3 separate regions of the Sus scrofa genome follow, and regions 1 and 3 are each linked to region 2. Evidence: chromatin contacts called from public Hi-C data. All regions are on one chromosome and are shown on one strand. The core of a region is the stretch at or near the end of the contact, and the rest is flanking DNA. Distances in the headings are between cores, read along the strand shown. Region 1 holds the start of ADCY4 (adenylate cyclase type 4). Region 2 holds the start of DCAF11 (DDB1- and CUL4-associated factor 11). Region 3 holds the start of CIDEB (cell death-inducing DFFA-like effector b).

Region 1 (3,222 bases), core at 5-2,504, 230 kb before region 2:
TTGGCCCCCAGGCCCTGGACCCCAAGAGAATCAGGTGAGACCTTGGCAGGACTCAAGGATGCACTAGGACTCCTGTGAATCCTGTCCCCTTGCCAGGGAAAACTTGGGGCTGCAGTAGGGGAACAGGCCCAGGGACAGGGAGCCTGATGGCACTGTGTTGTCTGTAGGGGCCTGAAAGACGTGGCACCAACTGGTCTCCCATGGCACCAGGGCCAAATCCAATATCAGGTACCCATTCCCCATTCCCTCCTTTCCTCTGCTCAATTCTTCCACCAGCTTCTTCCTCAAGATCAAATATAGATCCAGGGTACTTGGGGAGGGGGATGAGAAAGGGCTAGAGGTCACCTACCCCAACTTTCTCATCTTATAAATGAAGAAACTGGGATTGGGTCCCACTTAGGTCACACAGCAAAGCCTGGATTTGCCCCTGAGCCTTCTGACTTTCCAGCTCTGTGAACCTCTAAATTCCATTGCTGCTATGTAGGCCCAGAGGGCCACCCAGCAGAAAAGACCCAAATGTCAGCGTCTCAGATGTTCGTTGCCACTCCTCTTGAGCTTCTGCAAACCCAATTCTGAAACCCGAAAGGGAAGACCCAAGGCACTCCTTGACACAGTCGTGGGCAGGCCCAGAGACTGCCTACTTGCATTTCCCCAGGGTGAACACAAGGTGCCGCTGCCCCCCACCCTGCCGCTCCTCCTCGCTTAGACTCTCAGATCTGTACCCTTTAACCCTCCCTCGAGCATCACTGTTTCTCTTAAAGGGCCATGGTCTTCTCAGTTACTTTACAACCAAGGGGTGCAGATTGGAAACAGCAACTACATGGTTATAAAAGGAAGAACTGCCTCATCCACGCGGGGCCCGGTACCTTGGGGCATGAAGAAGGGCCCCCAGCACAAGTAGCTTTCAAACAACTAGAAAGAAGGACTGCAAGAAACGGAAGCCTGGAGTGGGCCACAGGGCTGGTATCATGATAGCAGTATCAAAGCAGCTTCTGAACTGCCTTCTGGAAAACCCAGCATTCTCTGAGGGTCATTAGGCCTGTACCCGAACTGTCTTTGTTCCCCCAGGACTCAATAAACTTGGTGGAATTTTAGCCCAAGCACTGTACAGGAGGCTAAAGCTTCAGCCAGGGGAGGGAAAGGGACATGGATGAGAGACCGGGGAGCTGACATCGAGGGAGTGGGAGGTACTGCCCTTCAACCACAACCACGGACCACAACCAACCGGAAGCAGGATGCTGGGAATGGGCAATGTTGTGGCACACAAGGTCAAGGCCCAGCCGGTGGCAGGAAGGAATCCTGGAGGCCTATCTCCTGGGGCTGCTCTAATCTCAGGGCAAAGCATTTCCTGTAGGGCAGGTCAAGACCCCACCCCAAACCAAACCCTGGATGTAGAGGCTGTGGCCCAGCCACCCACCTTTTCTTGTGGGCTATGGAGGCTTGGCAGTGGGGTCCTGGGGAGGGGGTTCTCCATGGGAACTCGCAGTCCCCAGCACATCTTTGCCCTGCACGATGCCCCTAGTCTCTCACAGGTCAGCCTCCATATTACCACTCCCTCCCCCAGGTACACCCACGCACACATTGCTGTAACACGGAGGCCTCAGAACCCTTTGATTCCCTGCTGGTGTCTAGGAGTGGAGAGCAATGGCTCCACAAAGCTACACACACACCCCTCCCTTGGAGTTGGACATCACTGGAGCATGGACCGGTCAGATGGGGCCACAGCACTGCCACCCAGTCTGGAGGGGCAGGGAATGAGCAGCCCTCTCATCTTGACCTAGACTTTAGCTCCCATACAGCACCATGTGCTTCTTCCCTGCATTTTTGCCAGTCTTCCTTCCAGCCCTCCCTCAGTCTCCCCACATCCAAGGTTCTGAGTCCATTTTGATACTGGCCCAGCACCCCCATGGTCTGCATTCTCATTCCTTGAAGGGGTTGATGGGAGGAGGCCCTGGTGCTGGGAGAGACAATCAGACTGGGGGAGGAGGCCTGTGGAGTCTGGCTAGGGCACAGGAAGGGCCGGGCTGTCCCATCAGGGAAGTGGGAGGGGGCTGAGGCGCCGGGAGGGAAGCGCCTGTGGCCCAGGGCTCAGAGCTACCAGCCCAGAGACAGGCGTGACTCCAGAACCTGCCCTGGGGTTAGTCCGTTCAGCTGCGGCAGCATCGTGGGCAGTGAGTTGAGGGAAAGAGGGAACCTGGGGCTCCTTTGCTTCCACCCCAACTCCCCTGCCCCTGGTGCTGAGGCTTTTGCTAGGGCACCTCTGCGGTCTGGGTTTGAGGGAGGAGGGGTGAAGGATTGGGCACTCCCCTCCCCTCGGACTGGGAGACGGGCAGGGAGGCCACGGGGAGTGCCTGGAAGATGGGATTGCTGCGAGGCCATGCGGTCTGGGTGGAAGTGGCTTGGACCCGGTGAGAAGGGCACAGTTGAGGCTGGCAGGGGCCAGACAATAACCCACTTTGGCCCTCCCCAGCCCGGGGTCCACCCCCAGGCCGTGCAGCACTGAGCTGGGGAGACCATGGCCCGCCTCTTCAGTCCCCGGCCGCCCCCCAGCGAAGACCTCTTCTACGAGACCTACTACAGCCTGAGCCAGCAGTACCCGCTGCTGCTACTGCTGCTGGTGATCGTGCTCTTCGGGCTCCTGGCACTGCTCGCTGTTGCCTGGGCCAGTGGCAGGGTGAGCAGAGGGGGACGAGGATTTTGGTGTGGGGTGCCTCCCCTGGGGCGGCTGGAGGGTTACTGCTTAGAGGACATTTTTGGGGATGAGACTTGTGGCATCTTCTTTTTGATGTGCTCTCTTTGCTGGGACCCAGGAAACAAATGCTGGACCTTGCTAGGAACTGTGCAGTGACCCTGCGCAAGTCACTCTCTGGGCCACAGTCTCTGGGTTTACACAGGGAGGTAGCTGAATCCTCGATGCTTCTGATTTCTCTCTGGGTACTGACAGACCTCAGACCTTACAAGCTTCTCTGGTCTACTGGTTCTAGAATAAATCCAACACCGGATTTTCCAATTTTCCAGGGGGGAAATTACACTGGGCCCCCTGGGAATCTGCTTCCTGGTTTTCTTTCCCTCTTAGGGACTGTGGGGCAGTTGTGCCCACAGACTCCCCAGAAAGCACCCTCCATCCCACTCTCATTTAGTTCCCAAAGAAACCCATTTCTAGTTTCTTCGGCGGGGTGCAAGGGGGAGGGAGCTTAAATTCCGTTTCTGGAAATACCCTGC
Region 2 (3,305 bases), core at 329-2,828:
TGCACCCCTTTCCAGTCAATTCCTGGTGGTCACTTCCCTCAAAGCAATCTTTCCTCAAAAACAGGATTAGAGTTAATTTAAACTTGTTTTTCCAGTAAATCCACATGGCCTCATATCATGTGTCAATAACTTCACTAAAGTTCAATACCCACCTTCCCAGCACTTTTCAACCCTCACATCATTCCTTTTCCACCAGGCAACCGCCCCCCCCATTTCTTATTTACGTGAAAAATAATCTACATTTGTGTAGTCATAACTAAAAAGACTCCCCTGAACAGTTCCCTCAAACATAAGAGCAAGTCATCTAGCTGACCCTCCCTAGGCAAAACCCACTCTTACTGGGTATGAAGCTGAGTGCCCTGAGTGTCCAGCAGGGAGGGATGTTCTGCTCAAACAGAAAGGTAGTCCTGGGATAATCCCACTTCCTATTATCTGTAACTTCCCTGATTGGAGCTGGGATCAAGGGACTGTGGTGGCGCCTGGTGGGGACACACCAGAGGGTAAGTTACCTGCGTAGGAGATAGGCCAGTACCTGGGCCAGATCCACATCTTCATCCTCCTCTTCCTCTTCCTCACTCCGACGCAGGCCAGCCCCTCTTCGGGGCAAGCCCTCGGAGGGGTCTCCGGACCCAGTTCCTGCACTGCTGCTGTTCCGTGATCCCATCTTCTGGTCACAGCATCCTTAAGTCCTGTGCAGGGACTCCTCCTGTCACCTCCTTGGGTTTGATGAAAGCAAACCCTGCTCTAGAAATACCAGGGTCTCCTGAGGTACGGCGGTAGCTATAACTAGGAAGGCTACACTTCTTAGGGACTGAGAACCCTTCTCCTTGGCCTGTAACAACTCCCAAAGCTTCGGGAACACAAACCTTTCCCAATCCTGTGAAGCAAAAAAAAACAGAGTGAAGTCTAGGGCGTGACCTTAGCTCACCAGTAAGAATCCTTTGAAGAGGAATTTCTCAGTTTTCTACCTCAAACTCACCTATCAAAGTCCCTGAGGGTGGGGTGGATTCCCAGGTAACCTCTCAGGCCGACCAATCAAAAACCCTCGCAGAAGAAAGCGCCTCATTAGCTTATCCCATCTAACCAATCAGAAGCCTTAGGACCCCCCGACGCCCCCCTTACCGGCCAATCAGCACACTCCCTCCCAAAAGCCGGCGGCAGCGACAACCAATGAAGTTAAAACTCCACTTAACCCCCTCCTTCCTCGCCTCACGCCCACGTGGTGTGCCAGGGATGTGTAAGCTAAGGGGGGTAGGCCTGCGAGAGACCACCCACCAGCCAGGAGAGGTCTCAGGACCCGCAGCGGCGCAAGGCCTTGTTTACACCGACTGCCCTCCGGCGTCGGCCAACAGCTCCTTCGTCACGCGCTTCCTTCGTCACGCATCTCCAGGCTCTGCCGCCGGCGGACTGCAACGTCACGCGACGCCCCTGACGGCCCCGCCCCCTTGGCCCGCTCACTGGACAGCTGAGAGCGGTGATTGACAGATGGGCGGGAGAAAGTGTGTGATGAGTGCTAGGGGAGGGGAAAGCGCGCGATCCAGGAGGAGCGGTCGCTTCTGGTTGGGAGGCGTTAAGTGCGGAACTGGCTGCTTCTTGAATCAGAAACAACGGAACTAGACCTCATGGGCGAGGGGCGGGGCTTACAAAAGAAGTTTGTGATTCGCTGCCCAGAGGTGTCTTAACAAGGGAAATAATTTGCTGTCAGTCCCTTAACAACATTTAGCTTCGCACTTTTCAGAGGATCTCTAAGGGGCCTCTCTTTCCTCCCCTAGGCACGACCCCCTCCCCCGCCCCCACTTCGCTCTCTAGCACTGCTTTTTTTCTCAGGCTGCAGCTTCAGCCGGTCCGGTCCTAAGCGGTGCGCGGCTCTTTTGGGAATGCGTTCGCGTCACAGATGCACCTAGGCCTTCACACCCTCCCTTCCGGGCGTAGCTTCCGGAAGCCTTGTTCTCTTGGGGACCGCCCTTTCTAGACCTTCCGTTAGTCACTCAGGCAACTTTTTAGATGACCCCTGGCTTCGCAGTCTTTGTAGACGCTCCCTAGTGCATCCGCGGGTCCTCACTGACCTTTCATTATGGTCAGTTCGCCTCTGATTCTAACCCTAACCCTAACCCTGGGAGGATTCGAAGACTTTCCTTAGACCCTCTGTCCTTGGGGCGCCTCTGCGCAGGACCAGGGTGTGCACGCGCGGCGCCTCCTACCCCCTCCTACCCCTTCCTCCGGGTTTATGAGTAACTCGGCAGAGTTCAAGGACGAGACTTGTGTACCTAGGGATCCTCGCCCAGGCTGGGGGGTTGTGGGTCGATTGACCGTGCTGGGCGCCTAGGCCCGGGGTCCAAGCTGCCTCTCAGTGCCCCCAGCCGGGACGCTTAATTAAAAGTGCTGCCCAGAGCCTCCTGAGGGCAGGAGGGATGAGGGAGGCGGGCTTTAATTTGGGCTCTCCTGGGGCTCACTCTCCCTGGGTAGGCGAGGGTGTGGTTATCCTTCTGGTGATACCCCTTGGTTTCTAGATCGCTAGATCAGAGCTAGCTTATTATCTCTGGTCACCAGGGCCAGCTTCATGGGTGTGCGACCTGTACAGAACCCACGCTTGGTTTAATGTTCTGTTATCACACTTTGAAATTCTTTTTTTTTTTTCTTCTGCTCTTTGGGCCGCCCCCCCCCCCCGACATATGAAGGTTCCCAGGCCAGGGGTTAAATTGGAGCTACAGCTGCCGGCCTACACCACAGTCACAGCAACGCCGGATCCTTTACCCCACTGAGTGAGGCCAGGGATCTAACAGGCGTCCTCCTGGATTCTAGTTGGATTAGTTTCCGCTGCGCCATGACAGGGAACTCCCCACAGAGCAATTATTGACCGTAGTAAGACACTGGAAACAAAAGATCCAAACGCACTGCTACAGGTTAAATAAATTATGGTTCATATGGTAGACACAGAAATACCAGGTAGCCATTAAAAATGACGTAGTCTTCTATTTTCATGCCTTGGGAAATTGTGCAAATTACATTTTTTAGGCTTAAAAAAGGTGGTAGATCTGCTGATATGTGGTGGATGCAAAAACAATATGGTTTCAGTTTTGCATTTAAAAATATAAAAATAGGCTCATATCATTAAACAAATAATAAAATGGAGAAGGCCTTTCATGAACTAATTACAAAAATACAGCGTGGGAGTTCCCATCCTGGCCCAGCAGAAAAGAAACTGACTAGTATGAGGAAGCAGGTTCGATCCCTGGCATTGCCATGAGCTGTGGTGTAGGTCACAGAGGTGGCTGGGATCCTTGTTGCTGTGGCTGTGGTGTAGG
Region 3 (3,562 bases), core at 622-3,121, 200 kb before region 2:
GATAAATTTCCCTGGTCTTGTGGGTGAGTAGGGACACTGCAGATCTTGCCCTTGAGTCCTGCTTCTACACTTACCCCCCTCCCTCCCCACCCCCAGCTGTGGTCCCCTTCCTCCCACCCTGTAGCCTTTAGGCTCTCTGGCCTCCCTGGCCTGCACTCAGCAGAGAAGGTGACCCAACTACTCACTTCCCCAGCTGCTCTATCTTTGCCTGTTTTCAGACTCCTGAGCCTGCTTACCCCCCTTTATCCTCAGCTTTCTACGCACTCCTCTTGTCTTGGGCCCTGCCCCAGTCATTCTGCCCTCACAACTCTCAGGGGGCTGTCAGTGAAAGCCTTCAGTGTAAAGCATGGGGTTAAATCCAGGGGAGAGGGAATGGTGGATGCATGGGGGTATGAGGGGTTTATAACCTGGTTGAGGGGTCCTAACACACAACCATGAAGAGGCCACACTGCTGGGCTGCACCAGGATACAAAGCAAGGAAAAAGGAAAGGGTGAAGTGTTGAGATATACTGAAAAGAAGACTTCTCCGGGTAGAGAGGCCTGGCAAAACTTGGAAATAAATAAATTTGGTAGATTGATAAAATTGAGGGAAGGGGAAAAAAGGCTCCAGCCTTTTTGTCAAAAGCCAAACGGGGCCTCTTTGGGAGTCTTGTCTCAGTTTGAGTTTCCTCCAAAGCAGAGCCTGAGTTGAGGGCGTGGGTACAGGTAATCCTATTTTTGGAAGGTCAGCTCTCGGGAAGCAGAAGTGAGGGAACAGGGGAAGAGAAGGAAGAGGAAAGCCAATGAGAGCATGTTATTGAGTTCCTTTAGTGGGCATCAGGAACCTCTGAGTGCACAGCATACCTTCTAGAAAGACGGAAGATGGAGGCATTCATGCCCAGCTTGCATTCCCCACTGTTTGAGGTTTATCCTAGAGGCATTAATGCCCTTATACACTTGTATACTTGCAGCCTGTACTTGTCAGGGGACTTGAGCTGCCATGGCTTCAGACAAGGCTCCTCGGCAGGAAAGCAGAGAGACTTATGCTCATGGGAGCTGTTCACTGACAGTGAGAGTATGAGCTTCCACACAACTGTTCATCACAACTGCAGCTGAAATCAGAGATGGGGCATGGGATACCGAAAGCTGAAGTCCTGACGCCATCAAAGGATGCAACCCCTCTCCCCGCCCCCCCCCATCCACACTTCCTTCATGCCTATTAAGGGGCCAAAGGAAAAAGGTGGGAGAACGACTAATCCAGCATGGCTGAAGCAGGCAGTTCTGGAGAATGAAGCCAGAGAAATGTTGAAAGCCAGCCCCTCCCCTAGACCACAGCGGGAAGAGCAGGAAAGTAGGAAGGCCAGGGTCCCAGATAGGATCCTAGTAATTCTGGATCCATGGATCAGGACTCATCTTCCCCTCACACCCCACCCAGGTGCACTGCCTCACCTATTTTCTCCAAGCCCCGCCCATCCTCTGCTGGGACTCCCTTTTCCTGATGTTGCAGTTCATGGCTTTTTCAGTAGGTGGCAGCACGTACAGAGCAAATCTCCAGTGCAGCTTTCACAGGTTGGGAACTAGAAACTGTCCCTAGAAATTCCCTCCATATAAAGAAAAACACCAGAGATCACAATCCATCCTCTCGAATAGTTCCCATTTAACCCTCACATCACACACTACCACTAGTGACACACACAAACTTCCATGGCTTTTCCCAGGCCCCTCTGGGCCAGATCTCGGCCCTTCCCCTCCTCCCTCCCCTTGGACTTTGCCCTTCTTACTGGCCAGGTGTGGGGGCAGAGTCCGGGCTTGACTGACTCATCCCCCACCTCACCGGGGCTGAAATCCCGGGTCTGTAACAGAAAACGCCAGCGCTCAGCTCCAACCAGTGCAGAACCACCCAGCCCAGAACTCCCAGGACGGGCCACTCTTAGGCTCCTTCCCTCCACCATGGAGTACCTCTCTGCCCTGAACCCCAGCGGCCTGCTCAGGTGATTTATAACCCTCCTCTCACTCTCCATCTCTAGGGATACGGGCAGGGCCACAACACTCCACTCAGCCCCCAGGAAGCTCTGGAATTTGTACCCCTTCCCCTTCCTGCCCCCACTTGCAGCAAAAGGTCTGTCCAGCTCCTGAACCAACCCCTACCCCAACTCCAAGTTCTCTCCCTGGGATACTTTTTTTTTTTTTTTTTTTTGGCCACCCTGGAGCGTCCAGACTAGGGATTAGATCTGAGTCAAGGTTGAGACCCAAACCGCAGCTGTGGCAACTGAGGGATCCTTAACCCACTGTGCCAGGGAAGGATGAAACTGCATCCCAGCTCCCAAGAGGCTGATCATCGATCCCATTGTGCCATAGTGGGGACTCCCCTAGGCTACTTTAATCTGCAAATCTAGATCCCTCCCTCCCAACCTTCCTAACTCTCCAGTTACCCCACCCCCATCAACCCACCACACTCACTGAACCCCTCACTCCTCCTTGATCGTTCTTCTCACCTACCAGGTCAGTATCCAACATGAGCTCCGACTTAGGCCGTAAGGTCTGGACCTCCACTCCACCACCCCAGCGACCTTTCCGTATCTGTGATCACAAGCGGACCACCCGGAAAGGCCTGACAGCCGCCACCCGCCAGGAACTGCTAGACAAGGCAAGTGAGCCAAGTCCCTGGGTTCCAAATGCAGGGACAGCCAAGGGGCTGATGAAGAACGAGAGCCTGAGATAAAGAACAAAAAGGAACAGAAAGGGCTGACAGGGCTGCCCCTCCCTCTGAGGGCTAAAAGCAGGGGTGTGAACCCAATGGTTTCTGCTGTTTGGGTCACTTCGCCTTTTTTTTGTTTTGTTTTTTTTTTTTTTTGGAACAGGCTTTTCTTTGGGGATGGGGAAGGAGTAGGGAGAGTTGGAGGGATGGATTTTAGAACTCGGTATGGAATGGCAATTTGTATCAAATTCAAAACCCTGAATCTGTGGCTTCCTTGAGTCAAACCCTGGGAAGTTTTTCAACATATCAAAACTTCAGTTTCTTCATCTGTAAAAAGGGAACAATAATACAACTACCCCCCTAGGGCTGTTGATACACAGATATTTGACACTAGTGGAGATTCAAAAAGATCTTTCCAGAAAGAGTTCTGGAGAACTCTGTGAGGGTTAGGGAGAGGAAGGTGGGACACTAGAGATAAGACTCCATTGTGACAAGCCCCTTCAGCATAATGCCTATAACCATTCAAGAGAAACTGGCTGGCTTTTCAATTCCAAACCAGTAGGCATGGCGTGGAGGGAAGCTGGGAGAGATGACAGTGACGTGGTAGGAGCAAAGCAGGAACTAACAGGAAAAGGACAGCCCTGGGTGAGCAACCCCCAACAACTAAAGAACACCATGAGCTGGAACCATTTGAAGGGATGGCAAAGCACCAGGAAGGAGAGTTGGGTGCTGGGCAGCTGGACAGGGGAGGGGCGTGGGAAAAGCTCTGCCCCTTCCTTCCTCCTTCTGGCCTCCGGGTAGGCGCTGGGGACTCTGATGCTGAATGGAGTGTTAACACTGGTGCTTGAGGAGGACGGGACCATGGTGGAGAGCGAGGACTTCTTC

What was found. A called contact is a pair of places that touch in the nucleus more often than the background predicts.
Region 1: a Hi-C map of liver shows a contact between it and region 2, with 2.5 times the contacts expected there. The contact joins the promoter of ADCY4 here to the promoter of DCAF11 in region 2. A contact is called at or near these places in 1 of 47 Hi-C or Micro-C datasets (liver) and 2 of 2 datasets of contacts at active chromatin or transcription factors (alveolar macrophages and skeletal muscle).
Region 3: a Hi-C map of liver shows a contact between it and region 2, with 4 times the contacts expected there. The contact joins the promoter of CIDEB here to the promoter of DCAF11 in region 2. A contact is called at or near these places in 1 of 5 promoter capture datasets (liver), 2 of 47 Hi-C or Micro-C datasets (heart right ventricle and liver) and 1 of 2 datasets of contacts at active chromatin or transcription factors (alveolar macrophages).

What each region holds. Positions count from the first base shown.
Region 1 is chr7:74,954,156-74,957,377 of Sscrofa11.1, forward strand. It overlaps ADCY4 (adenylate cyclase type 4), which reads left to right and starts at 1,255. Exons shown (of 27, transcript XM_001927556.7): 1 at 1,255-2,171; 2 at 2,471-2,674. The coding sequence starts at 2,516. RIPK3 (receptor-interacting serine/threonine-protein kinase 3) reads left to right here. Exons shown (of 10, transcript XM_001927424.4): 8 at 1-34; 9 at 168-228; 10 at 762-1,100. The coding sequence ends at 901.
Region 2 is chr7:75,179,559-75,182,863 of Sscrofa11.1, forward strand. DCAF11 (DDB1- and CUL4-associated factor 11) reads right to left here and starts at 1,579. Exons shown (of 15, transcript XM_001928359.5): 1 at 980-1,579; 2 at 510-877. The coding sequence starts at 664.
Region 3 is chr7:74,981,070-74,984,631 of Sscrofa11.1, forward strand. CIDEB (cell death-inducing DFFA-like effector b) reads left to right here and starts at 1,872. Exons shown (of 5, transcript NM_001112688.1): 1 at 1,872-1,970; 2 at 2,482-2,626; 3 at 3,479-3,562. The coding sequence starts at 1,930. It overlaps LTB4R2 (leukotriene B4 receptor 2), which reads right to left and starts at 2,742. Exons shown (of 4, transcript XM_021099204.1): 1 at 2,479-2,742; 2 at 844-1,091.